5 separate regions of the Anser cygnoides genome follow, and all the other regions are linked to region 1. The links are chromatin contacts, called in public Hi-C maps. All regions are on one chromosome and are shown on one strand. Each heading gives the region's core, a stretch centred on a gene start, on an enhancer-like site or on the middle of the called end of the contact. The rest is flanking DNA. Distances are from core to core; before and after follow the strand shown.

Region 1 (5,029 bases), core at 759-3,258:
GCAAAACTGGTTTCCATTGCCACAGTGAAGTCTGCAGAAAGATCTTCTTTGATGTCTGGGGACTTTGGGCCAGTCTGGAGTCCTGGTCCTGCACATGTTGAGAGGAATGGCCAAACCCCCACGGATTGTAAGGTATGAGAGACCAGGGTCTCAGCAGACTCAGGAGCACGAAGGGCATGCACCTGAGTGCCTAGGCTGCTCCAGGGCCTCCCTGCATCTCTTCCTACCATGGTGTGTGGTTGTGGGGAGCAGTGGGACCTTACAGGCATAGGGAAATGGAGAGGTGTCTTAAGCATCGAGAGCAAGATGGCTCTTCCTCTTCCTCTGGCCCTCCTTTAGGGAGCAAGCACCACGTAAACTCTGCCAGAGACCTGGCTGCAGAGTCACAGCAGGCTCAGGTTTCCTGTCCTTGCCGAGGGTCAGGCTGGAGTTTCAGGCTGTGGGGAAGGCAGGCCAGCAGCGTGAGGGGTGGCGGGAGAGCGTGGGCTGGCGTGTGGAAGCGCCCGGAGTCAGCACCTTTCGTCCTCTGTTGTGGAACTGGCAGAGAGTTAATCATAGTTAAACTATTACTGGGCTTCACCCGCTCTTATCCCTCCACAGTGCAAGGGGCAAGGGGCTTAGTAGGTCAACTGGCACTGGTACTTGACAGCAATTAAAGGGACCCGGCCAAGGCCCAGAATTTGACCTACGCCTTTTTGGTTAGATCTTTTTCCACACTCCATGTCAGTCCTCACAGGACTTTTTTGCACTTCACTGTGTTTTGTGTTAAACGAACAAGGTATAAACCCCGCAAAGCAGAAGGCCCAGCCCAAAGCCAGGGATGCTCAGAGCAGCCTTCATGAGCTCCCTACAATAACGCAAGAACGCACAGCGTGCTCGTGAGGGCAGCCTTAATATAACTGACGGGTACATGGCAGTCGGGTCCTGGCAATGTTGCAAAACACAGTGCCTGAGTTTCAGGAGTTCCAGATGGGGAAGACAGCTGTGCCAGCTGTGAGACTGTGAGAGGCAAATAAAACAACTAGCTGAGAAGGAGTTACAAATTCAGGACAAACGCCCAGGCAGCACCCCGCCTTCTTCTCGTAAGATGCATATAGCCAACACCCCGTTGCAATGGTAATCAGGGCCCTGGATAACATGGGGTTTGTTTGCTGCTAATATTGCCATTGTACCTACCCTAGCCGCAGATCTCTGCTCCAGACCTACGCCACCAAGACTGCAAGTTAGAGCTCTGCTGGCCGAAAGCTTTCTGAATGGGAACAGAGAGCGATCCGCCCTATCTCTACAAGTTCTAGCTCAGCAATGTGTGCTACGCCCATTCATCTGAATGCAGAATTAGCTCTGAAACTAATGATAAGGCTTTAAACGCCATTGCACAGCTAATTTATTTCCCCACTGTCCCAAAGTGCTTCCCAGGTGCTGAAAAGCTTGGCTGCAAAAATCTCCATAGCCTCTGCTGACAACCTCCACAGCGCTGCTCTGCATTGCAACACCTTTCCCATCACCGCAGGCCCGAGTGCTTTGAGCAGCAACGTAGTTAGCCACGGTGAGGGTGGTCGCTCTCCTCGAGGCACAGCTCGGGGAGCCGAGGCCCGGCAAGGCGACGTGCCCGCTCCCCAGGCTTGGATGGGAAGTGTGCACCCAGCTGATGCCTCCCGTTTTCCACGCGTCTGTTCCCTCCTCAGAGTTAATTTAGCAATTTTCTTTGCCTTGATGTCAGTGGCGTTACATAAGTCTAAACTAGGTGTGAGATCACAATACAACACATCGATTATACAAGGAGGCACAAGGTCATAACCACCCTTTGGACAGAGGGAGGACGTGTGTATACACACACATAAACACACCTAGGTGGATATATATATAAACACACACGTGTGCCCACAGCGTTTCCATTTGGAGGTGTGCCATGCATGGCACATGTCTGTTGGGGCAGAAAAACATCGCTGCCTGTGTTTCTGCATCAGAATCTTTTGTTTTTTTCTCTTGGGCTTTGGAGTTACTTCTGTTTTACAAAAATAGCACCACTCAGGGCAGTCTTCCTGATAGGTGGAATAATTTCCCCTTGAGAAGGAACTGGTGGAAATCCCCTCTCTTGAGACATTTTAACTCTGCCAAAAATGTAGAATGGGAGTGACTGCTTTAACTAGCGAGCTGACTTGGATGAGCTAATGGGTTTTTCCATCACTAGTGTCTAGTTCCAGGGATTTCCATGAATTGCTGTCAGGACAGAAGAAGGCAGCAGATTGCAACTGTGGGATCTGCTGTTTCAGCTCCACTGACACGTCATTCCCTCAGGACACCCAGTGACCTGGTTAATCTAGTTCTTTGCTTCTGACTTCTCCTCGTAAATGATTTATCAACTGGCATGGATCCCTGTTTGCTTAAGGAGGCGTGTGACGACCTCTAGCAGACTGGCTGCTCAAAGCCACGGGCTGCGTTTGGCACCCGAATGCTGGTCCCAGCTTGTGACCCTTGGCACGGGGCGCAGAGGGACAGGGCTGCAGCAGAGGCCGGAGGGGAGGGCAGCTGCGGGGGACTGTGGGTGATGTTTACATGGCTGTCTGGAGAGCGCCGTGACTAAGCTGCCGGCTCGACAGCGAGAGCGCCTGCCCAGGACCTGCCTCGGCCCGCTCTGACCCGCGTGGTATGAAGGCGCTGGTGGGCAGAGGGCCGGCTCACTGCTGCGTACGGGCTGCGGGGTGCTGCCCGCGGAAGCGTCAGCGGTACCAGAGCCAGCCTTGAGGTCCGTGTGCTCCATGGAGAAAGTAACGTCACCGTCCTCCGCCTTGACCATTCCCACAGAGAGATCTGCATCGGCGGTGGTGACATCAGTGTCATGTCTGAAGCAGATGTGGCTCTGGAGGTCTTCATCACGCACATATGTAGGTCTCTGCGCATGTCACCACGTGCGAAACGCTGCCGTAAGAAAAAGATGGTGCAGATCTAAACTCACTCGCTCAGAAGCCAGGGAGTGAGGGTGAAGATAATTCCTGCAAGACTTACATCCTACCTTTGTACCAGGGCTAAAGGAGCGCAGAAGGAGATCGGATATCACAAATTGGGCACCCTTCTGAAAAACTGTCTATGGGCAACTCCCTGCCTTCCCTCCAGGCCAGTTATTGCTGCTTCCTGCTCTGATTGTTTCAAATCCGGTTATCTTGAGTTATGCCTGTTCTGGCAAATACGGCGCAGCAGAGGGGAGGTTCTGTTCCAGTCGATGCTGTATGCATGTCACAGATCACAGAGATTAGCATGGGAGGAATCGCTGAGATGAGCTGCTTGAGGCAGATAGTGGGAAGCTTACAACAGAGCTGTGTAACAGAGTCATAAAACTGTTGAACGAAATCTTCATTTTGGAGGACACGGGGCCATGCTGGATTTGCAGCTGGCAGGAGGCTGCTTCACCGGGGCAGCACCCAGCAGTAAGTGAGCAGAGGAAGCCTGTTGTGGGCAGCTGGGCTCCCAAGAAGCGCGGTGTCGCACCACCTAAGGGCCACACATCATCAGGGAGGGCTGGTTCAGGCTGTGGCAAGGAACCTGCAGCCACATGTAGAGAGGAGCAGGGGTGTGTTTTCTTCTCGCGTTAAGGGTGGATCTGGAGCAGCTTTCAGCTTCCTGAGACCTCAGGGGTGGTCGTTCTTCATGGCCCAAGAGGGCGGAAGGTGCAGCTCCCGTTCCCTTTTGGGGGCACACCACTTGCACGTGCCTCAGCAGAAATCTCTGTTCACACACCACATGCTCCCACTCTGCTCCTTGTACAGAGGACCAACGTCACCAAAGGACGGAGAAATGGTGGGATGTGTGAGGGCTAACCCCACCTCACCAGGAGCAGCCACGGCTTAAAAAACAAACCTATGTCCCCACAGACAAATTCAGTCTAGGCTGGGCCCACACGCCCTATGAGATCCTAGTCATAGTCACAGAGCAGAGAGGCAAGGCAGGGAAAGAAAGGGTGGTCAGTGAGTTATCCCCAAATCATATTTCCAACCTCTTAATATGTGTGGAATTATTTTAGACATAAACTTCAGTCTGAATTCCCAAGTGCTGATAGACTTGTATATGGATAACACCAGGTTCAGGCTTAATTTCAAGCCCAAACTCACTGACCGTTCACACCACCTCTTCCGTTCAGTCTTGCTCTCCAAAGAGCAGAGAGGAGCATGCTCTGTATAGAAGCGATGTCCTTACAAGCAGCACAAGTGCTCCTGGCTCAAACCTCTTGGTTTTGTGAACTCAAACACATTTACTGAGGACAGCACGGATGTAGAGTGATGCAAGTGCAAAACTCCCCAAAAGCATTCCTGTGTCCCTAGGGCACTGAAACAAGAGCCAGGTTTTCTCATTGACCTCTTTTGTTGCAGGTGCACAGATTTAGCAACAACACGTTAAAAAGAGCACCCGGAAACTCTTTGGCAGAGGCAGGACTGGAACCTGCTTCCTCTCATCACGTCTCCCAGGCTGGGGGAGAGCTTGCTTCCAAGTGCCTGGCTTTGTTCTGGTCCTGGTAACACAAGACAATTTGCTGGTCTGTTCTTTGTATAGCCCAAAGGGTTTTTAATTTGCATTTTTGACCACAACCAAACTTAGGTATTTTCATTGAACTGTTCACACAGAAACCATTTTATTGAGCTGTTTTGGTTTTGGTGTGCTAAAAACACCAGCTGGTGGAGCAGTTTAGTGCATTATAGAGAGACCTCACATACCTCTAAGTTAGGTCTTACTGTAGGAGATCCTACCATGATGCTCTGGACCAGCATCAACTGCCTGTCATGTAGCCCTGACATCCTAAGGTACCACCACTCTTCTGGGAAGACAGGCTCAGAGTTAAGAGGCAGCTGACCACAGTTTCTTGTCCAGGACCACTGCTGATGAGACTCACATTAAATCTACTGGCAAATCTAACAAGATTGAATGCAGAAGGACACAGCCTCTGATAAATAGAAGTTAAGGGAATAACCTGTTTTTCTTGGACTTGGTCCAGTATTCACTAAAGGGATTCCCGTGAGTATCAGTAGGATTGAAATCA
Region 2 (5,029 bases), core at 1,346-3,845, 420 kb before region 1:
CCATGAGGTCTTGGTCAGTTGGAATGAAAATGTGGGTGGCTGACATTCAGGCTGTACTCTTCAAACTTAGGCTTGCTAATATTTTGTATTTGTGATTGAAGGTAAAATTTCACCTTAAACTCTTTGACAATGCTGTTTATTTATATATTTGTAAGTGCATGTACACACACACACACTTTTTCTCACACCTTATGTTACCTTTTCGCTTCTCACAGAAGCGCTTGTGCAGCTGTATAGCGAATTGGAGAACTGACCCAGGTGGAAAGTGATCTTTTCTTTTTCCTTGAATAATTTTTCACCTGAATGCAATATCCTTGCACCTTGACTTGTTTGCTTGTATTCCACTGTAGTCCCTCACGTTTTTTGCAAAGCACACCTGCATTTCTAACTGGTCTTTATTTATTTTATGGTTATTCTTGTAGCAGCTTGTGGTTACCCATTCTTGAATTGAACCCACCTACTTCCCCGTTTTTTTCCCCTCAACTATTTATCCAGTCTTTTGAGACCTTGAAGACTAATCCTATCCTATCCTATTTGGTTCCTTCCATTTACAGTGCTGATGCACAAACATTTTGTTGGAACAGTGCAGTGAACTCTGCTGTGAGGGGGGAATAAAGGACTGAGAAGGTTTAAAAGAAAAAGGCAGCGTTGTTTGAGCCAGTCTGCAGAGTATTGCTACTGAACATCAGGCAGTGGTTTTTGTCGCTCTCACTAAAATGTACTAATTGGACAACAGATGTGTTTTTCAGCTGTATGGGTTAAAAACTAAACTTAAACGTGCTAATTCTTCCAAGACTTATTTTCTGTATGAATATAATGAAATGTAAGTATGGCAGGTAGATGATTTATAAGCAAATCATTTCAGCAAGGATCCTTAATTACACTGAAACCACAAGAACTGACTTTGAGTCATCACAACTTGAAGACAGAATTAATTCCCTGTGCTATAAGTCATTGCAGTTCAGTTTTTCTTCATTTTAGACATTGAAAAAATAGCATTTACATAAAGCTATTAACTAAAGAAACATTTTCAAGAATTGCAAACAGATTTTATATTCTTGTGGGTTTTATTGGTTGTTCATTTTATATAAATTGCAAAAACACTGGCAGTGTTGGTGGAGTATGGAGATGATGTATTAAGGAGTTGACTAACTTTTAAAAGAGGAATTGCAGGCGTTTTCTGCTTTCTGTTCTTTCTGAATACTGGCTATATATATTTTCTGAAATGTATTCTGTTATTTTGTATTCCATCAGTACACTGTTACTTATTTTATATTGCATTAACCTTAGAATGTGGTTACAGCATTTTGATAAGAGGACATATTTTCTAGTAGCCAGACACTGAACTAGAAGTCATTTGGATTATTTTCTTAGCTGTGTTGCCTGGTACCTCCCCTGGCCCAAGTTTAACTTGCAAAGGAAAAAGAAGCTTTAATGAAAAGGTCTGTGGATGAAGGATTCTATTTGTGGCAAATATTGTTTGCTCACTAACTGAAGTAAGTACAATATTCTTATTCTAACTTCCAATGAACCATCCTATAACAGCTTTGTGTATTTTATTTTGCACAAAGGTGGTGGGCTGTGTGTTTGCACAGTGTCTCTTTGAATTCGCTTTTGACTATGACTGTTTGCTATTGCTTATGGAAAAAGATACAATAACAAATATAGGTGCAATAATGGAGAAGTTTATTGCTGCATGTTATAAGCAAAATTCCCTACTTTAGGCTTTTGCAAATTTCCTACTTTAGGCTTTTGCATAGCTGGTTTTGTTTTAAAAGAACTTCAATATTCACTTTGAGACTAAATATACTAAAACTTCAGCTATTCACTTCTGTTAGGCAGAATGCTTTGATAGCTGAAATGTGCTCTGATATTTGTGATTTTTTTTTGGTTATACGAACCTTTTGAAATTTCTATTGACACAACTGGGAATTGGCTGTACTAGATCTTTTTCTGGCAGTTGGCGAAGCCTTTCTCCCAGAGCAACAACCGCAAGGTGGTGCCTTTTCATCACCTGAAAGGGGAAAGAACTCTGTTTCACAAAATTCATGTTGGCTTTTGGCCTGTTGCTTGGCAGAAATGGGGAGCTCGGATACTGAAGTGACAATGTTGATTGTTTTCTCCCTGGATACATGAACACTATTGTTCTCCATTCTTTCCAGCCCTTATGATTGGAAACCGTTAGATTGTAATGCTCAAAAGTTCAGAACTCTAAGTGAAAGATAATTTCCTATAAATCAAACTTGAGTCATGTTGGCAAAATCATGAAAAGATTGGCTGGAGAGTACTCAAGTTGTGCAGGCCAGGGAGGATGGATACTGCCAGAGCATCCTGTGAAACCAGACCTAGATCTGCAACTGCTTTTACCTATTAGGCTTAGGCCAGTTTGGTGGGACTATGCAAGAGCCTGGAAATGGAAGAAAGGGAAGTGCTTTAGGCAAGTGGTGTGCAGTTTGGGGGAATGCTGGTAAGGGGGAACTGGCGTGGCGTTGATGATTCTTTTTAGTTGCATCACAGCTCACCTTTGCATGCTCAGCTCAGTTAAAGATGAGACAGTTGGAAACTGGTCTGAAATTTTACTCTATTGCTGAATAAGACCTGAGAACAGAAGTATATAAAGAAATAGTTTTTCACATGACCTATATGTAATTCCCAGCTGTGAGCCCTCTGGCAGTGAGCGTGAAATCCAAAACACAGCTGATAGGGGAAAGGGTTGTTGTCAGCTCACACTGAACACTTGAATATTCATAGTGTGGTGCTTTTACAAACAGACATTGAAGTACATCAGGGCAATTTGCTCTTGAGGTCTGTGCAGAACCTCTTCCTAGCAGTGTACGTTTTCACATACAGTGACAATCAGTGTTGAAGGAGAACCAGGTGCGTGCCATACTGTACTAGTTTTCCTCCAAAATAGCAATTCCTCGACCCCTTTCATACCTCTTTGCCAAATTTCCTGCTGTAAATTGGTTTTATGTTTGCCTGTGTGTACCCTGTGACCCCTTCAGAACATTTGTGGTATTTTAAACCCTGCATTGTGTGCATGAAACAGTGTTTAGTTTGGATATGAAGTTTGATTTAATCACACATGCTGGTTGTGGTGTTTATTTTGGAACCAATAAGTGGGAGGCACCATTTTATGTTTTATTAGTCTGGATGAATTCTCCTTGTTACTTGATAACCACGTCTAAGCTTGAACTAAAAATTCATGTTCAAAGGAATGCTGAAACATGGATGGCATTTGAATACAGACTCTTGTCCACTCTGGGTTTGGATTCTGCTGGAAAACACTTTGGGTGTTTGTGGTTCGCTGTAGTGATAGTGATGGAGTGGCTGTTCTGATTTTAGAGGATTGTGCGTTATTCCTCCCTATATGCCAGCGGAGCTGGAGAGGGAGCCGTTTTGGAAAGAGCAATGCTCACATTAGAGGAGAGGCCTTTTCCGTTTGTTTTGTGCATTGTTGCAGGCGAGCGGAGCTGTGTTTGCAGAGCGAGGTTATAGATCTGTGGCCCCAGCCTTGTTTCGTTTGCTTCCCACATGGCTGCATTTACAGCAGAGTGAGTATTAGAAACTGATTTGCTGCCTTCCCTCCCACCCCCCCCAACATGCCAGCAAAACTGCTCCCATGGTCTGCAGTTAATAATGCATGTGGTAGTAATTCTGGCCCCAAAATCTTACCTTTTGATGAGTGTTGAGGGGCTGGAGAAAAAAAAAAAGGTGGTGAATTTCCATGAGTCCTGTTTAATAGAATGTGATGGAAAAAGAGATTAACAGAGCCAAAAGGAATCCACCAGCAAACTTTACAGCATTGCAAGGACACCTGTCTCTTCATTTTTTTGAACATTGAAGCAAAGTAATTTCGATGCATAGCTCTGTATGTCATGAAATGGCAGATATTATGAGATCTAAAGATGTGTGTTATGCATCTAGCTCCCAGCTGTATTTTTCCTGTAATATTCTACTTGTGTTCTTCAATAAGAGACTTTCATTCAAGGGAACTGTTGGAACTCTATCCTATTAAAGCAATGCAATTAAAAGGCAAGATTTGCTAATCCAGGAATTGTTGAGATATACCGTATGCTTTTGATTCCAAATAGCAGAATGCAATGTTATTTCCACTGCAGTTATCTGGTGGCTATAGGAAAATGCTATTTTTCTGGTGTTTGCTATAAGTTTTTTCCATATCTTATTTCCTTGATCTTGTGAAAATAAACAGGGTATTGTAGAAGCATAATCAAGGTGAGATAGAAACAGGCTCACTTTGGTTTTTATTTAATTATAAATCTGAGGATCTGCTTTAGATTGTTACATTAACTTGTATTCCATGCATCAAAGGTGACTGCGTAGTCCTCTCAGCATAGCATGTGTGCTAACCTGCATGGAGGACAGTACTTGAAGCTACGGTATCCAATCTGGCATAAAATTGATCAGTTATTTCTGCATGATTTTTTGGTGCTAACTTCTGTTTGTTGTCTGTAGAAATACTGCACTTGACTGCAGACACAGTAGATGGCACTTGAGTCATTTGTTTTATGATGTTGGAATTAAAGCCAAACTTATTTGGTTACAAAGTTAGCTGTTTGTAGAAACAGGCATGTTTTACTGGAAGACAGCTTCAAAGCTTTTGCTTTCAGTTAGATAGACCTAGAAGATAGTAAAAGATGCATATTTTTCTTCCGTACATGCAGCCTCTCTCACAAATTGTTGATTTTTTTTAAGACTACAGATGGGCAGGACATGACCAGCCTGAATCATAATACTGAATGGCAGATTCCCCTTAAACACATTGCTGGTGTTCCTTTTGGTTTTGTAATCTGTTATTTACAGCATACCTTCTAATAAGGTTTCTTTATTTCTTTCTAGTCTTCCATACCTGATCCATTTGTGATGTGACCATGATAGAAAAGGAAGGGTGAAACCTGCTAACAAAGTGGATTTCTAACAATTTCATCTTATCAGAATAGTTTAAATACTGCATTCCTCTCTGTGGCTGAGCACAACCAAGGCTAAGTGTGTGCCAGTAGTTTTGCTA
Region 3 (5,029 bases), core at 1,169-3,668, 380 kb before region 1:
GTTGTTCCAAGATGGTAATATTAGACAGCAAAAGAATTTTGTTTTTTTTTTAAAAAAAAAGAGAGTAATTTAACTGGTGCAAACCATTTTTGCTGATTGACAGGTTTTTAAAGGGGAAAATTTAATGATTAATTACACCAGAAATACACTATGCAAAGAGCTCTGAAATGGCTTCAGTATCTCTGGAAAGAAAGAAATGTTACTGAACACAAATTTACTTCAATATAACAGCAAATCTCCCTCCAAGCCTCAGACTAAAGCTGTCTACTGGTTGTGGGTCAGGGAATACGGAGCTTTCCACCTGAAAGGCAGCTTGTTCATACTTAGACCATGAGCTCAAATGAATCAGAATAATGCAATAATCTTTAATATTCTTAATAGAACCCATGTGGAAACATGGAGATATATAATAGTATTTAAATAGATCAAAACATTATTGAGGGTAGTGTGACAGAGTCAAGAATAGGATATTAAATATTTCCATACAACAGTAATTTTTCCCTTTTAGTATTATGAAATCTAATCTCACTAATGTGTACTTTTATTTTAGAGGGTATCCCTGCCTCAGTCTGTTCAGGGAATGGCTCTGTTTGCATTGAAAGAGGCTGTAAGATCACTGCCTCATAGGTTGTGAAAAATGGTTTTTTTTGAAGTAAATAATACATAATCAAGACAGCTGAATTCTTCCCTGGGGAATCAGATATGCCTTTGGTTTGGTAACTATGTAGACATATGCTTAGGGATGACTAAATAATTGAGCAGATTTTTCATATCTGATCATTAATATTACATCTCCTTTTCTAAATGCTTGATTTGTGAGATTAAGAGTGAAGTGCTCACTCATCTACAGCTACATTGAGTAGAGGCTGTTCGTTTAACAAATCAAATGTAACAGTGTGCCACATTAAACTGAACAATCAAGTCCTGAGTGGCTCAGGCAGGCACTCAAAACTAACTTTTTGTGGCTCCGTTCCCTATCTGCAAATGGAGTTAATCCCTTTCTCAGTACAGAGGTATTCTGAAGGCAAAGCAGCTGCGAAGCATTTAACGTAGGCTTCAGAAAGAAAAGACTAATTTGGTGTTCAAGACAGAACTGCAGTGGTGTGCAGTGCTTAGATCACAATCTTCAGAATGAAGTGAAAACAAATTGAGTAATTTCTCCTTGAGAGACATCCGGCACACATGTAATTGTCTTTTTATAGCCCTGTTTTTTAAGTCTGATCATGGAAAATTAAAACAAGATAGTTCAAGACTGAAAATGAGAGAATTCTTAAGGCAAATTTGTCTTCTATTGTTTCTGGTTGTTGGTTACTGTGTTCTGCTTTGGAATACAAATGTTTTTAATTTTGCTAATAACTATATAAGGTGAAAGAAATATCGTACCTCACCAGTCACTGGTGCATATTGGTCGCATAACGTAACTTAAAAGTGAGGCTTGCTGTGTACCTAAAGCAATAATTTTGCTTTGTTTTATATATAATCTATAAATGTAAACATTTATTAAAAATATACATTAATATATAGAGAGAGCGCACAAGTCTTTTAGGACAAAATAATGTATGACTGTATGGATGGATTTTGGTGTAGAGAAACTAGATTCGAGTTTCAGTAGTGATGGCATTTCTGTAGTACTGGACCTGATAGATCTCAAACGAGATCCTACACTGACTGCAAGGACTGCATCATACTGGATGGCTGGGGATTTCCTCTGTTTGGAGATGTCGTTTGTTATGGGAGCTTGCTCTGATTTTCTGTGTCAGGTTGGTAGAAGTAAGATGCAGGCTATACAAAAGCAGCTTTCTAGGGCCATCTGGAATTCAGCTACTTCCAGCTGCTGCAGGTCAGAGACTAACTGGTCCTGTGTTGGCAGGTTACACGTAATGTACTGGTGGAGGTCTAAGAGGAAATCATTGCTTTTATTTGATCTTCCTGTACTTGTTTCATAAACATTCATATACCACTCACTAAGCAAGAGTGCAGTTAAGTGCTAAGAGAAAGGAAGTAGTACAGCTGCTATTGCAGTAATCAGAGTTCACCAGGAATTCATAATCAGCTGTATAAATGGAGTTCACAATAAAACCTAGCAGGGTAGTGTCACTGGAAGTGGAATTGTATGCCATCTGTATTCTTGCTCTTCTTTCTTGCTTCTTCTTTCTGAGCACATAGGGTAGTGTTACCCTAGTAAATATATTTGGGCATCTTTGTACCGCAGAAGTACTAGCAACATGGAGGGAAGTCCACCTGACTTCCAGCAGGTGCTGGGATGTGCCTTCTCAATTGAGAAGTTCATCTCAGTCCTGTCAATCCAATTCAGTCTGTTTTGCAGGGTACCCAGCAATTCATTTTCTCCTCACTTTCTCTCATCCTCCCCATTCTGCTCTAACGCATCAGGACATCACTTGTGGTCAAAGGCGTTTTTATGTGTTCTGTAGCAAGCTGCACTCCTTGTAATCTCCCCTTGTTTATCTACAGTGAAATATTTTGCTCTAAGAAAGGAAGGAAAACACAATGTTCTGTGTCACAGCAGAGGCAAAATTGCATACTTTTTTCCCCATGTACAGCTATGTTCTACCTCTATGTTGCTCTCTTAAAAAAGAACCGATTCTCAAGTTACCAGGCCAGCAAAGGCAGTTGTAACTACTTTGGTTGTTGTGTTATAGTTGCTGTTTATCATCTATTAAGATCCTCTGGGTAATAGGATTAGGTGATTAGGACATGATCTTCAGATCTTTTGTTTCAGTGCTTTTACTGTAGGCAGTAAGGGCAACAAAAGCTTTCCGTTTGCATAATGTTCCAAACTGGAAGAGGTCGAAACAGTTTGTTTGTCCTCTGAGAGAAGGCCTCCCTACTTGTGACTGACGTGTTTACAAACGTAAGGTGCGAAGTCCTGCTGGCCAGGAGAGCACTAACTTAGTGACAATACTGAATTTAGTTTAACATAGTCATTGCTGTCTGATTCTTCTCTAATGTTATGAAGGACACAGGAGTTTTTGTATTCTTGGTTGACTCAGTAATGTCTTTTTTCCTTTTGTTGACAAGTCAAAACCTGCTATAGTTCCCTTTAACCCATTGCTAGTATAGACCAGCTGAGGATCCGATCCCTTGTCTCTAACAGCCACCTCCATGGTCAGTCCCAGACTTCTACTCCTAACTTTTTATCTGTCTTTTTTCTTTTTTTCCCTAGATGCTTCTTTTTGTTCTTGAGGGTTTTTCTCAGATATCTGCTGAAAATACTTCCGTTAATTACTAAGCTGTTTCTCCTTTCTATAATCTGCAATGTGAATGGGGTGCTGTTTCTAATAATTATGCAAACTGCTCTGCAATGGGCCTCTTAGCAAAGTTCACCACTTTTTCTTTTTTAATAAACTACGGCTTAATGTCAGTGAATCATTTAAAACACCATTCATGAGTTCTTTTCTGTGTATTGCTTTTCTTCTGGATCTTAATCCTCCTGGTGCTCATGGAGCCCCTGTAACCTAGTACTAATGTATATTACTTCTTCTGAACCGGTACTCTTTGCAACCCAACCAATGCCTTTGTTAGGAATGTGAATCAAACAGTTGTACTGCCATCCACCAAACCGTGTGGTTCTGATTTCACTAGGTGCTCTTCTTGCTAGAGCTTGTTTCCTTGGTGATAGTGGTGTGGGCTGTTTCAGACATTACTGATGGTATCTGTGCTCTGTTTTTGCTTTGAAGGTACAATCCTAGAGAAAAATAAGAAAAAACATTGGTGTATTTAGAACCTAATTTGCATTTTCTTTTTTTATTTATGCATATGCTTTTTCTGTTAGTCTAAGAGCTTTTCTAGCAAACGTTTCAGATTGCAACTCAGTCACATAGCTTCACATCAGATCGGCTTTCAATGCTCCAGTCTAAGCCTGCTATAGAAAATATAGCCTTCTTTGATGGGCAAATGTCAATACTCTTGGTGTCACTACAGGCTTATTATATTTCTTGTTTTTTTCCTCCATGTTCAGTTTTCCCGCTTCAGACTGTTTGCTTTATGGTGAGGTATTTCACTTGCAGAATTGGCTCTGAAGTTGTAGAAAGATTGAGGCAAGGTAAAGCGGAGATTTTGTATTACTTCAGAACCTCCGTGTGTATTTGAGTTCACACAATTCTTACAAATGGCCTAGCATAATTTAGGTAGGCCTCGCAGGGAATGTGTCATTTTGCAGCCACCTTGTGTCTGTCATCAGGAAATAATTCTTTTTCATCTGAAAAAATATAGTGAATCATTTGGTACCCAGTTGTCTCCCTGCATGTGACAGGGCTTGTAGCATGTGGCAATCGAAGGCTGTTGCTTTCACTTTTCTTGCAGCAAAAACTTTTTTCTGTTGTGTGGTCTGTATGGCTCAGCCCCCAAATTAAGGATCTGGAGGCTTTTAGTCTCACCTTTGTCTTCTTATTCTCTCTCTTTTCCTTATACTTTATTTTCTTTTGTGTCTCTTTTTCATTTTGAAATATGCTTATTTTGTACTTGCCTGTAGACCATTCATGAATACTTAACGAATTAATGGCTTATGGATAGCTTCTTTCAATGCATTCACAAAAAGGGTTTCTGTTTTCTGCTTTGTAAACTAAATTAGGTACATCTGCATTCTTAACGTATTCTTCTGCTTTTTATCTTATAAATGTAAAATAGTTCAGTCTTATAGTGCCTATATCTTTGCATGAGCTTTGTTTTCTGTATTTACATAGGTGTCACATCATGGGGCATGGGTCTAGGTTTGCTCTTTTTTTTCCTCTGGTTTCTAAACTTAACCTTTTTATACCCTCCATGTTTATTTTTATTTAACTACGCTGTTTTGCAATGTTTGTTCTTTGGGGTTTGTGTTTGGGTTTGCATTTCCCTATGTCCTGCTGGTTGGCATGTGAGTGCCTTTTTAGTCATGATGTGCTTTGCTGAATATTTGTTCACATATCCTTTTGTTAGCATTCGAGTAAATACTATCATCAGATTCACTGGAATATGATTCAACAATATAATTTTCCTACAAATGTAACAATGAAATTACTCATTGTTA
Region 4 (5,029 bases), core at 649-3,148, 340 kb before region 1:
TGCCCCTGTACTCGGCTCTGGTGAGGCCGCACCTTGAGTACTGTGTTCAGTTTTGGGCCCCTCGCTACAAGAAGGACATGGACGTGCTCGAGCGAGTCCAGAGAAGGGCGACCAAGCTGGTGAGGGGTCTGGAGAACAAGTCTTACGAGGAGCGGCTGAGGGAGCTGGGCTTGTTCAGCCTGGAGAAGAGGAGGCTCAGGGGCGACCTTATCGCTCTCTACAGTTACCTTAAAGGAGGCTGTAAAGAGGTGGGGGTTGGTCTGCTCTCCTACGTGCCTGGTGACAGGACGAGGGGGAATGGGCGAAAGTTGCGACAGGGGAGTTTTAGGTTGGATGTTAGGAAGTACTTCTTTACCGAAAGGGTTATTAAGCATTGGAACGGGCTGCCCAGGGAGGTGGTGGAGTCACCATCCCTGGAGGTCTTTAAAAGATGTTTAGATGTAGAGCTTAGCGATATGGTTTAGTGGAGTACTTAGTGTTAGGTCGGAGGTTGGACTCGATGATCTTGAGGTCTCTTCCAACCTAGAAATCTGTGATACTGTGTGATACTGTGAATAATCAAGAAACAGCAGTGAGAGGGACACTACAGTTCTGAACCATCTTAAGAAGGTGTTGCTGGACCACTGCCCTGACCATGTAGAAATTGTCTGCTTCTGTGAAGTGTTTTAGGTATTCAGTCCGTGAATAGTCTCTATTTGCCTGCCATTCTGAAGAGCTGGCTTATAAGGGTCTCTATCTCTCCTGTTTTTATGCTTTTTGAAAGCATTATCTCAATGGTTTGGGTGTAAGCTGCTGCTACCCAGAGCTCATCCTGTGAAGCATTGTGCTCAGTCATTGTGCTTCTCTTTTCTGTTTGTGTCTGTGAGATCCTGATGGCATAAGCAGACCATTGCCGCATTTGTAGCTGGAACGGTGCAAGAAATTACCCCCAGTGCTGTTTGTTATTACCACTAAGTTAGCAAACAAATTGCATAAATACCCTTTGGACTATTCACCAGAAAGTCAGCTGGGTTGGCTTAAAAAGCTAATACATGTGAGTTTGTACTGCAGCAGATGCAGAGCTCTTACATCACCTGATATGTTAAATCTGCTGTAGAGGTGTAATAGCCACTGACAGAGGTTAAACTGCTTTCCTTTTTCCAAAAGACAGGATTTGTCTTTGTCCTAATTTAACACTGACCTATGCTATTTCTAGCTTGTGAATGGAGTGTAGAGTAGCACAGAGAAAGCTGCTTCTACTGACATTCATTTCTGTTGGAGTGCACTCATCATATAAAGGGAAAGGTGTTTTTTTCTGGAGTTGTTGGGCAACTCTTATATAATAAGAAAGGGTAGAAATAATTCCCACATAGGAGTTTACCCTGAGTATTTAAAGCCGCGTTATATTTTCAGTTGTAGACAATATTTTTATGGATTAGTAGAATTTAAAAGGTACAGTTTATTTGTTTTTAGATATCTGGAAGAGGGATTATTGCTTTTGTGGCTGAAGTTAAACTGTGATCTGCCCTAGGGAGAATTTGGGTACAAACCAAAGGTTTCATTGGATTTTGTAAGAGACTGGGATGACCTCAGCCTGTTGCTCAGGACAAGCATTGTTGTGCCAGGTGATGTTAGTGATTAGTGAAATAAAAGGAAAGTGTTTGGGTTTTTAATTTTAATTATTTTTTTTTCCCATCTGCTTTATTCTTTGATACATTTTCGTTTGTGGTTTGTCTTCTCAAATTAGTGATGAGGCTACATGTTACTGTATAGTGTGGTAGCAAGCTTTTTTCCTGTGACATTTTGCTCTGAAGTTCAAAATTGAGATAGAATTGCGTTTAAAGAACTCAAATTATTTTTCGCACTTGTGTGCCTAGCAATGGCTCAGCAATAGAAACAACATATGAATTTTTTTCCCCTTTAGTACCTTTTCATCTCTTTTTTTTTTTCTTGTCTGCTACCCTTTCTGCTGAAAAGTCTGATTCTGGAAGGCATCTGGTGGTGATTAGCTTGCAAAATTTGTTTCACTTGGAAGAAAGGACACAATGGAAAGCACAGTGGTCATTTCTTAGTTGGTAAGAAAAAAAAATCTGTCAGTTTATGATACAAGGAAATTACGATTTGAGGAATTTTGAGCACTCAGTCTTAACTTTGTTAACTTACAAATACGCTTCCTTCAACAAATTCAAGACACTTGGCTTGAATATTTCTGGTAACTGCAGTTTGGACTCTCTTCATGAGACTTGATGCAGACCTCTTCCAAGAAATTTTCTTCATCCTCCCTCTTTAGTTTGTTGTTTAAAAAATGTTCTCCTTTCATATTTTGCTTGCTATATTTTGTACCAGTGTTTGAAAGATACTTGTTTTGTCTTTTTTTGGACTTTTTCCTTACAGCATTATCTCCGGTTCTACCTTCTTGCATTAGATACTCATATCTTTGAAGACTCTGCCCTTGTCACTGTCTATTTTGTGGTCAGGTGATATCTTCCCTGTTTACTTCGACTGCTGTTTTGAGGCTGACAGCTTTTAGATCTGGCATGTGCTATTTTGTCTTGAATCTGAAACTGTTCCCAGACCTTGTACTCAGACTGAGTGTAGTCTTTAAATCCTTGTATCTTTTTCCTTTCTGTGGTTTCCTGAGGGGAAGGTAAAGACCTGACAGCATCTGGGAGATTCTTTCTGAGAAACAGCCTGTTTGTGGTTCTCAAATGGAAAATGAACATCTGTCTAAGACTTACGGCATACGAGGCTTGACCTGGCGCCTTCCCAACATTACAGCTGTGTTGATGTGGCATCTCCAAGAGACCTGAAAGAATCTGGGAAACTAAATAGCTACACAAGGGTTAACCTTAGTCATTTGTGATTGAGGCTTAACCTTAGGGATTAACCTTAGTCATTAATGATGAAGGTCATTAACCTCAGTCAAGCAGGAGGAGCTGGAAAGCATGGTACAATGAAAGAACTGTGACCTAACTGCTGTCATAGAAATGTGGTGGGACACATCACATAACTGGAACACTGGAGCAGAGGGCTACAAGATTTTCAGAAGAGAGGTGCAGGGAAAGAGGAGTGGAGGTGTTGCTCTCTGGTAGGGAACGGATTGATTGTGGAGAGATGCTTGTGAGAAACAGCCATGGACAGGTTGAGAACTTGTGGGTAAATGTTAAGGACCAGAGCAATAAAGGACACCTTGTGGTTGGGGTTTGCTACAGGCCACCTGATCAAGGGGAGCCTTTTGATGAGGCCTTCTTGAGTCAGCTACAAGAAGCATCAAGCTCGCACGCGCTCATCCTGATGGGGGACTTCAACCACCCAGGTGTCTACTGGGAAAGTCACCCAGCAGGCTGTAAGCAGTCCAGGAGACTCCTAGAGTATGTAGAGGACAATTTCCTGGTCCAGGTATTAGACAAACCAACCAGAGAAGTGTTACTGGGCCTGGTGCTTACCAGTACAGATGAACTCATTAAAGAGGTCAAGATTGGAGGCAGTCTGTACTGCAATGACCACACCCTGGTTGAGTCTGTGATCTTGAGGAATATGGGCCTGGGAAAGAGCAATGTCAGGACACTGAACTTCCAAAGAGCGAACTTCTTCTAGTGATTGTTCTAGTGTTCAAGATCTAGTGGACGAGATCCCCAGGAACACTGTCCTTAGGGACAAAGGAGCTGAACTGAGCTGACAACTCTTCAGGGACGCTCTTCTTAGAGCGCAAGAACTCTCCATCCCCGTGTGTAAGAAAGCAAGCAGGGAGGGCAGGAAACTGGGATGGCTGGGCAAGGACCTGCTGGTCAAACTGAGGCACAAGAAGGAAATGCACAGGCAGTGGAAGCAAGGACGTGGTCTGGGAAGAGTGCAGGGATGCTGTCTGGATGTGCAGGGATGGGATCAGGAAAGCCAAGGCACAGATGGAACCGAGCTTGGCAAGGGATGCAAAAAAATAACAAGAAGGGGTTCTGTAGGTACATCGGCTAGAAAAGAAAGGGGGAATGGTTTAAACTAAAAGGAGATTTAGATCAGATGTTAGGAGGAGATTGTTCACTCAGAGGGTGGTGAGGCACTATAACAGGTTGTCCAGAAAATTTGTGGATGCCCCATCCCTGGAGATGTTCAAGACCAGGTTGGACAAGGCCCTGGGCAACCTGGTCTAGTGGGTGGCACACACATACACCCTTGCACGGGGGTTGGAACTAGGTGATCTTTAAAGGCTCTTCCAACCCAAGCCATTCCACAATTCTAGGATTTCTGATCAGAAGTTCAGGGCTGCAGAGCTACTCCAACAAATATGTGTGGAGAACCCCCTGCTCTTGAATGTGATGTTGCTCAGAGTTCTTGTTAGCCCCTCTTTTCCATAATTTCCATTCAACATAATTTCATTCCTAGAGAGATTTCCTCCCAACCATTAGCTTATTTTTCTGCAAGATACCATAAGATAAGACATAAGTCAGACCGATACTTAGAGTTGTGTTACTCCTAAAAGAGCCCATGTTGCCCAGTTTCACTGCAACAGTTCTACTCCTCGTGTTTCAGAAAGTGATTCACAAGCATTTTGACTGTCAAGTATTCTTCAAGAAGGGTTGTTTTTGTTTCTTTCCTTTCAAGAGTCAAGGAAAAATTGGCATAATATGCCATGCTGCTGGCCATGTCTAAGCTTCTTATTTTCTTTTCCAGAAATCTTCCATTGGGAGTATTATATTATAGTTTTGGACTTTAATAACAGAGTATTATAACAGTTTTTTCCCTGTCAAGTGATATGGTTGTTTATACAATGGAATACATGTACATGACAGCTTTTGGTGAACTTTTTTAGGCCCTTGTACTTGAGTGTGTGATCTTAGCCCTCAGTAATTTTATACCTAGGATTCAGTTACTATTCTGTATGTCTCTCTCCTACTTCCATGCATGTCCACTTTTAAAGTTGTACTTTCAAGTAGACATTTTACGTGCACACATTAGTAATTCATGTTTGGCTAGGACTGTTCTGAATCTGCTTTTTTCTCCCCTTATTTAGCTTAATTCTACTTTATTTTACTTATTATTGCTATCCATTTCT
Region 5 (5,029 bases), core at 1,423-3,922, 310 kb before region 1:
TTTTGTTTGTTCTGTGGCTGTGAATTGTTTGAAATGCTCCTTTACGGTGTTTCGTGAATGCATGTGCCAGCAGTGAACCTCTTCAGCTGGAAGGATGCTGATGATAATGTGGGAAATAGGTGAGTAAAAGTTTAACTGATACTTATGGTTATGACATGGATAGGAACTTAATTAGAAACAATAATTCTCTTTATCAGCTGCCAAGATCGGTTATTGCCATGTCCCCCCTGTAAGGGATTAAGGGACATATTTAACGTGCTGGTTTACTTACAGAAATACATTTTCTTGTAGATTCTTTCAGAAGAACTTGTACAACTTAAAGAAAAGAATAAAGCTAAACTGTGCTCCTACTCATGAATTAATTTTTAAGTTATTAGTGAAAAATTGTTCTATTATTGGTGTGATGTCAGAGATGTGACTCCCTGCAGAATTGCAGGCTAGTACTATTTAGGAAGGTCCCCCGAGTGGGTTAGGCTGGAATCACCAAGTAAAAAAAGCTTTGGAGCCTTTTCATGTCACACCTACCATTTGGTTTTCTGGTAGAACAGCAGTTTTAAGATACAGCTAGATTCAAGAAAGAAAGAATTAGCTATCTTTCCTGAGAAGTAGCTTTTAAATTCTGAGAAGGACACCAGAAAATGCAAAGAGAGAATTTATTTTAATTTTATACGTTTAATATCTGCCCAGTATAAAATTACTCATAAGGGGTTGTTTGGAAAGCTGGTTAGCCGTGCAGCATGTAGTTTTTAAAATCCTGTTCCTCTGTGTTCTGCTTTCCATGACACCATTCTTTAGGGACAGCACATTTGTTACAGGAGGCTGAATTGTTTCCTCTTGCAAAGCCTTACAGTCTTTGAATCTCCCACTGGCTGCTATCCAGAAAGAAAGATTTGTTGGTTCTGCCCAGTGTCTGCAAATGTGTGGTGATATTTATATCCATTGAGTTGTTTTTGCTGTAGCTAGATCTGGTAAAACATTTGTGGCAAAGACTGGGAACTTTGAAACAAAATTCTGTCCTTGAAGACATGCTCTGACTTCCACTGCATCCTTGGTTACTGGGTGGGGAGGAGGATCATCTCCTAGCTGGACTGGAGTCAGCAAACCTTTTAAGAAAGAAGTAAAATTCAGTTTTTGAAAGTAAAACACTGTTTAGGCGTGGACAAAAAGCAGAATATTGGTAAGCTAAGGGCTAAACTCAGACTTAAAGGTGATTCACAGTACTTTTTAGTGGTAGTCTTTATAATCCACTTAATTCTGTATTGCTGTACAGTTATGTCATCCTAGATGGAACTTCTAAAATAAAAGTCTGCCTTTTTCTCATAACATTTTTCTAAACTGGTGACAATGAAAAGAGAGGTGGGTATTTCACTTCCATGAGCATTTCCAAGCCTTCTTTCTTTTCCCTCTTCAAGAAGCTTCCACTAAAAAAGTAAGGCCAGTGGCAAAAATTTCTTGTTTTGAGAAGCATTTCCAAGCATGAAAACAATACCAGTGTAATGTTTTTCAAGTACAGTTTTTACTTAAATTAACAGTGGTTCACTTGATCTTCATCTGAAATTTCTTAGAGCTATTCACCACTTCCTCCAGATATGATTTAATAAAATCATTTTCTCAGATTTTTCCAGATGGTGGTGTTCTTTTTGAAAAGGTAGTAAAGTTTTGGCTCAATACTTGGCATATCATAAAGAAAGGATTGTCATCGCCCCTTGAAAGCTGTTTGTGACCTTTGAGCTTGAAAATCCACAGTCTAATCAGTAGATTAAGTACCATGCAGGTCTAGCCCCGTTCTTAGCTTTGCTCTACATTTTCTGTCTAGTCTTCAGTAATGAAAGTGGTCAGTCTGCCTGTAGGTTTCACAGTCTCTGAAACAAGACTTACGGCTACCTTAAGAAGGAAATCAGGAAATATGTACTGAAGACAGTGAAGACTGACTTGGAGATTCTTAGAAAGATGTTTGTGCATGGAAATAATTTGCCTTGAATATGCATTCTCTTTTAACTTACACTTTTCAAATAGCTTTATGGCGTTAGATGTAGAAATAATTTTTATTGGATGAAACATACGTTGCATAAAACCTCTGGCTTAGTTCCGTCTGTGTGACTGTAACTGGCTGAAGATCCAAGTACCAGTGAAAGGATGTGGTAAATTTTCCTTGGAGCTGGCAAAAGTTCCTGTACTTGGAATTTTTAAAACCAGCCTAGATTGATATACTGGAAAATATACTGCAGAGAAAGACAGTGCTTTATTGGTAGGAAAGTAGGCTAGGTATTCCTGTAGGCCTCTCTGTGTACGGCTAATGAAGTTGTAAATGATAGTTATTTTAATCCACCTTCATTTTCCTGGTTTTGTTGGATGTGGCCGACAGAACGACTGAAGTCCTAAGTCTCATGCCAATGAAAATGGCAATCCACGTTTCCTTGTTTAGTTTCTCTTGTTAAGTGTGGAGTGAAACTTCAAGGGTGTAGCTAAGAAAATATTGATTTTTTTTTTTCTTCCAGATGAAAACTTGCAAGCATTTGCCCAGTAGGGCGGGGTGGAGAAGTGATCTTGATTGTGTAACTTCAGTCTTTGGCTCCGAAGCCCTGAGAACACTTGAGCAATATCTGCCTGCCGTTTGCCGTTGGCTAGATAATGTTGTTGTTTCTAGGTTCTGGACCATAGACTGACTTTCACACGAGCCAATGGCATGGGGCTTTCCCACACTTGCAACATCACTGGTTTTCCAGCAGTGTGCTGTGGCTTGTGTACAGAAGTTAAATTTCAACTGAAACGCCTTCTGCTCAGGTCAGTCATCGGTTGGGCAAAGCCGTGCTCGTTACCCAAGCCAGCAGTGTCTGTCAGTGCAAGCGCACGGTATACAACAAAATCATTTTGAAATACTACACCCCGGGGTTAAAGCTGTTACAATTTTTCAGCTGCAAATTCTTAACCAGCGTGTCCCTGGCATGAGTTTCTGGAACATCTTCCTGCAGCGGTAGTGGCTGAGGTGGCACCTGGGAGCTCAGGGACTGCAGAGCCCGACCCAGCCTGCAGAAAGGATTTCAGTGAGCTTGGGTCAGAGCCATGCAAAGGATCAGGCGCATGGGTGCAGGCAGACATGGTTGTGCCCAGCTGGAGGTGGATGCCTGGGGCACACGGGCTGCTTGAGTGTTGTTGGAGACCCTTGGTCCGAGAGGTTAGAGATCTGGGTGTGCACGTAGGGGTACCCATGGTGAGAGTGTTGGAGCCTCTGGTTTTGTTCAACTCTCAAGCTAGAGGGCTGCTGGCTTTCTTTTTTTGCTTGTTTGTGGTCTGTCACCCTTAGAAAAGAGAGATGCAAGTCTGGGGGTTCTGGCACTGTAGAAATTGATGTAATCCAATTACATCTCACAGGAAGTTTGCCCTGTGGTTAGGGCTACCTTCTTTTGCTTGATAGCAGGAAATTTTAGTGTTTTGGAAGGAAAGGAATTTAAGGTCTGATCTGTTGGCCCCTGAAGTCAGCAGGAGTCACACAGTAATTTTTGTTGTGCTGGCCTAGGAAAACTTTTGCAATACAGTAGCTAAGATTTTAATTGCCAGCATAGTTGAGTCTTTTTGAGGGATTTAAGTAGGAATAAATGGTTAGGAAAGTGTTTCTGGTTTTGTCAAACTTCTGTAAAATAGGATAGATTCATACAGTTCATATTAATAGTATTGTATTTGCTTTTACCTGTGAGGAAGTTGACAAGTAAAATGAATAGTAGAGTAGTTCACAAATATTCTCTTGACATAACTCAGTGAGATTCAAAGTTACCAGGAGACTGTTGGTCTCGTTGCAGTCTGTGCTGGACCAGAAACAAAGGCGAAGGTGATTTAACACCTTTATTGTTATTTGAAGTAGCATGAATTAAAAATGAAGTATAGTGAATTTATAATATGTGTGCCTGTGGAGTTATGGTTGCGAAGGGCTGGAAAATAAAGGAAGAAGCATTGAGCTGCTGTTTTCAGTGCAGAGGCAGAGCTGTGCCCCTGTGCAGGGTAGCTTGGATCTTTTGTACTTCTCTCCTGCCGTGGTTGCAATCCTGTCTCACTAAGCCTCAGCTCTCCAAATTTCATTGCATATAAATGTGGCCTTTTAGGTAGTGATCACATTAGGTGAGGTTTTGTACACCCTTCTGTAAAGGGATCAGCAAGTTCACTTGTTTTTTTTATCTGTAGCTTTGGAAAATACACTGGTGTCCCAGAAGGCAATAATGCCGGCTCTTTGATGTTTATACTAGCTGGTTTTCCTTTTTAATAATCAGAGCAGGAGGAAATGTGTCGAATTAGCTGCATGACAGAAGCAGAGGAATTCATTAAAGAAAGTAAAATGAAGTCTACTCAAATTTCAGGCTCCAGGGTTTGAGTCACAAAGTGGTAATCGTTCTAGTTCTTTTTAATGATTTCTTCTGTGGCACTTTCCTTGTCCATGAAACTGATATTTACTGTTAGTGTGGGTGAGCCTGAGAAAATGAGCAATGTCATTGAGGCTTTGACCAGTGTAGACACTAACCAGCACCTTTCTGTTGTAGTCTCTCGTGTGTTTGTCAAGACCAAGGGAAAGAGACTGGATGAATCAGGGTATTATGTTAGGACTATACAAGCTTCACCTGTAGTTTACCATTTCATATACATCCCAGCTCGGTAGCAGCTGGAGTACTTTACCAACTGAAGGCAGTTTTGTATCCTAGGTGATATGAATCAGTAAACGTTTGCCCTCATGCAAGGCTTTAGAGAAACTCTGTGTGTCTTGGAGCAACATTAAGCTATGGGCCCTTTCTTTAATCTGTTTAGAAGTTAGAGCAGGGCACTGAATCTGTGCCTACAGACCATGGCATCACACACAGTTTATTTTATCTGTGGCTGATTTACCTGCCAGCTTGAGATCTATGTGGCATGTCCTTTTTCTGTTCAACTTTGCATACACTGTGCAGGACATGCATACGTGTTAGCCCCCAATTTCTCTGTTCCCCCCCAAGAGATAAGGCTCCCCAGCAATTATTTCTCCCTGATTCTAAAGGAGAAATTCCTG

The links. A called contact is a pair of places that touch in the nucleus more often than the background predicts.
Region 2: a contact with region 1 is called in a Hi-C map of liver, with 2.8 times the contacts expected there. The contact joins two enhancer-like sites. A contact is called at or near these places in 5 of 7 Hi-C or Micro-C datasets (fetal liver, granulosa cells and liver).
Region 3: a Hi-C map of liver shows a contact between it and region 1, with 2.2 times the contacts expected there. The contact joins two enhancer-like sites. A contact is called at or near these places in 2 of 7 Hi-C or Micro-C datasets (both in liver).
Region 4: a contact with region 1 is called in a Hi-C map of liver, with 3 times the contacts expected there. The contact joins two enhancer-like sites. A contact is called at or near these places in 2 of 7 Hi-C or Micro-C datasets (both in liver).
Region 5: a contact with region 1 is called in a Hi-C map of liver, with 2.4 times the contacts expected there. The contact joins two enhancer-like sites. A contact is called at or near these places in 4 of 7 Hi-C or Micro-C datasets (granulosa cells and liver).

Annotation. Positions count from the first base shown.
Region 1 is chr5:29,311,968-29,316,996 of Taihu_goose_T2T_genome, forward strand. No RefSeq gene overlaps it. Among named protein-coding and RNA genes, the nearest start is that of ZFP36L1, 16 kb to the left of the region's middle. Within about 2 kb of position 2,009, at least 3 of the 3 cell types and tissues checked have open chromatin away from gene starts, as enhancers often do. A contact at or near this core is called in fetal liver and liver, where this site is marked.
Region 2 is chr5:28,895,621-28,900,649 of Taihu_goose_T2T_genome, forward strand. All of the region lies in intron 7 of RAD51B (RAD51 paralog B), which reads left to right. Among named protein-coding and RNA genes, the nearest start is that of RAD51B, 33 kb to the left of the region's middle. Within about 2 kb of position 2,596, at least 2 of the 3 cell types and tissues checked have open chromatin away from gene starts, as enhancers often do. A contact at or near this core is called in fetal liver and liver, where this site is marked.
Region 3 is chr5:28,927,448-28,932,476 of Taihu_goose_T2T_genome, forward strand. All of the region lies in intron 7 of RAD51B (RAD51 paralog B), which reads left to right. Among named protein-coding and RNA genes, the nearest start is that of RAD51B, 65 kb to the left of the region's middle. Within about 2 kb of position 2,419, at least 1 of the 3 cell types and tissues checked has open chromatin away from gene starts, as enhancers often do. A contact at or near this core is called in liver, where this site is marked.
Region 4 is chr5:28,967,078-28,972,106 of Taihu_goose_T2T_genome, forward strand. All of the region lies in intron 7 of RAD51B (RAD51 paralog B), which reads left to right. Among named protein-coding and RNA genes, the nearest start is that of RAD51B, 100 kb to the left of the region's middle. Within about 2 kb of position 1,899, at least 2 of the 3 cell types and tissues checked have open chromatin away from gene starts, as enhancers often do. A contact at or near this core is called in liver, where this site is marked.
Region 5 is chr5:28,997,414-29,002,442 of Taihu_goose_T2T_genome, forward strand. All of the region lies in intron 7 of RAD51B (RAD51 paralog B), which reads left to right. Among named protein-coding and RNA genes, the nearest start is that of RAD51B, 140 kb to the left of the region's middle. Within about 2 kb of position 2,673, at least 3 of the 3 cell types and tissues checked have open chromatin away from gene starts, as enhancers often do. A contact at or near this core is called in liver, where this site is marked.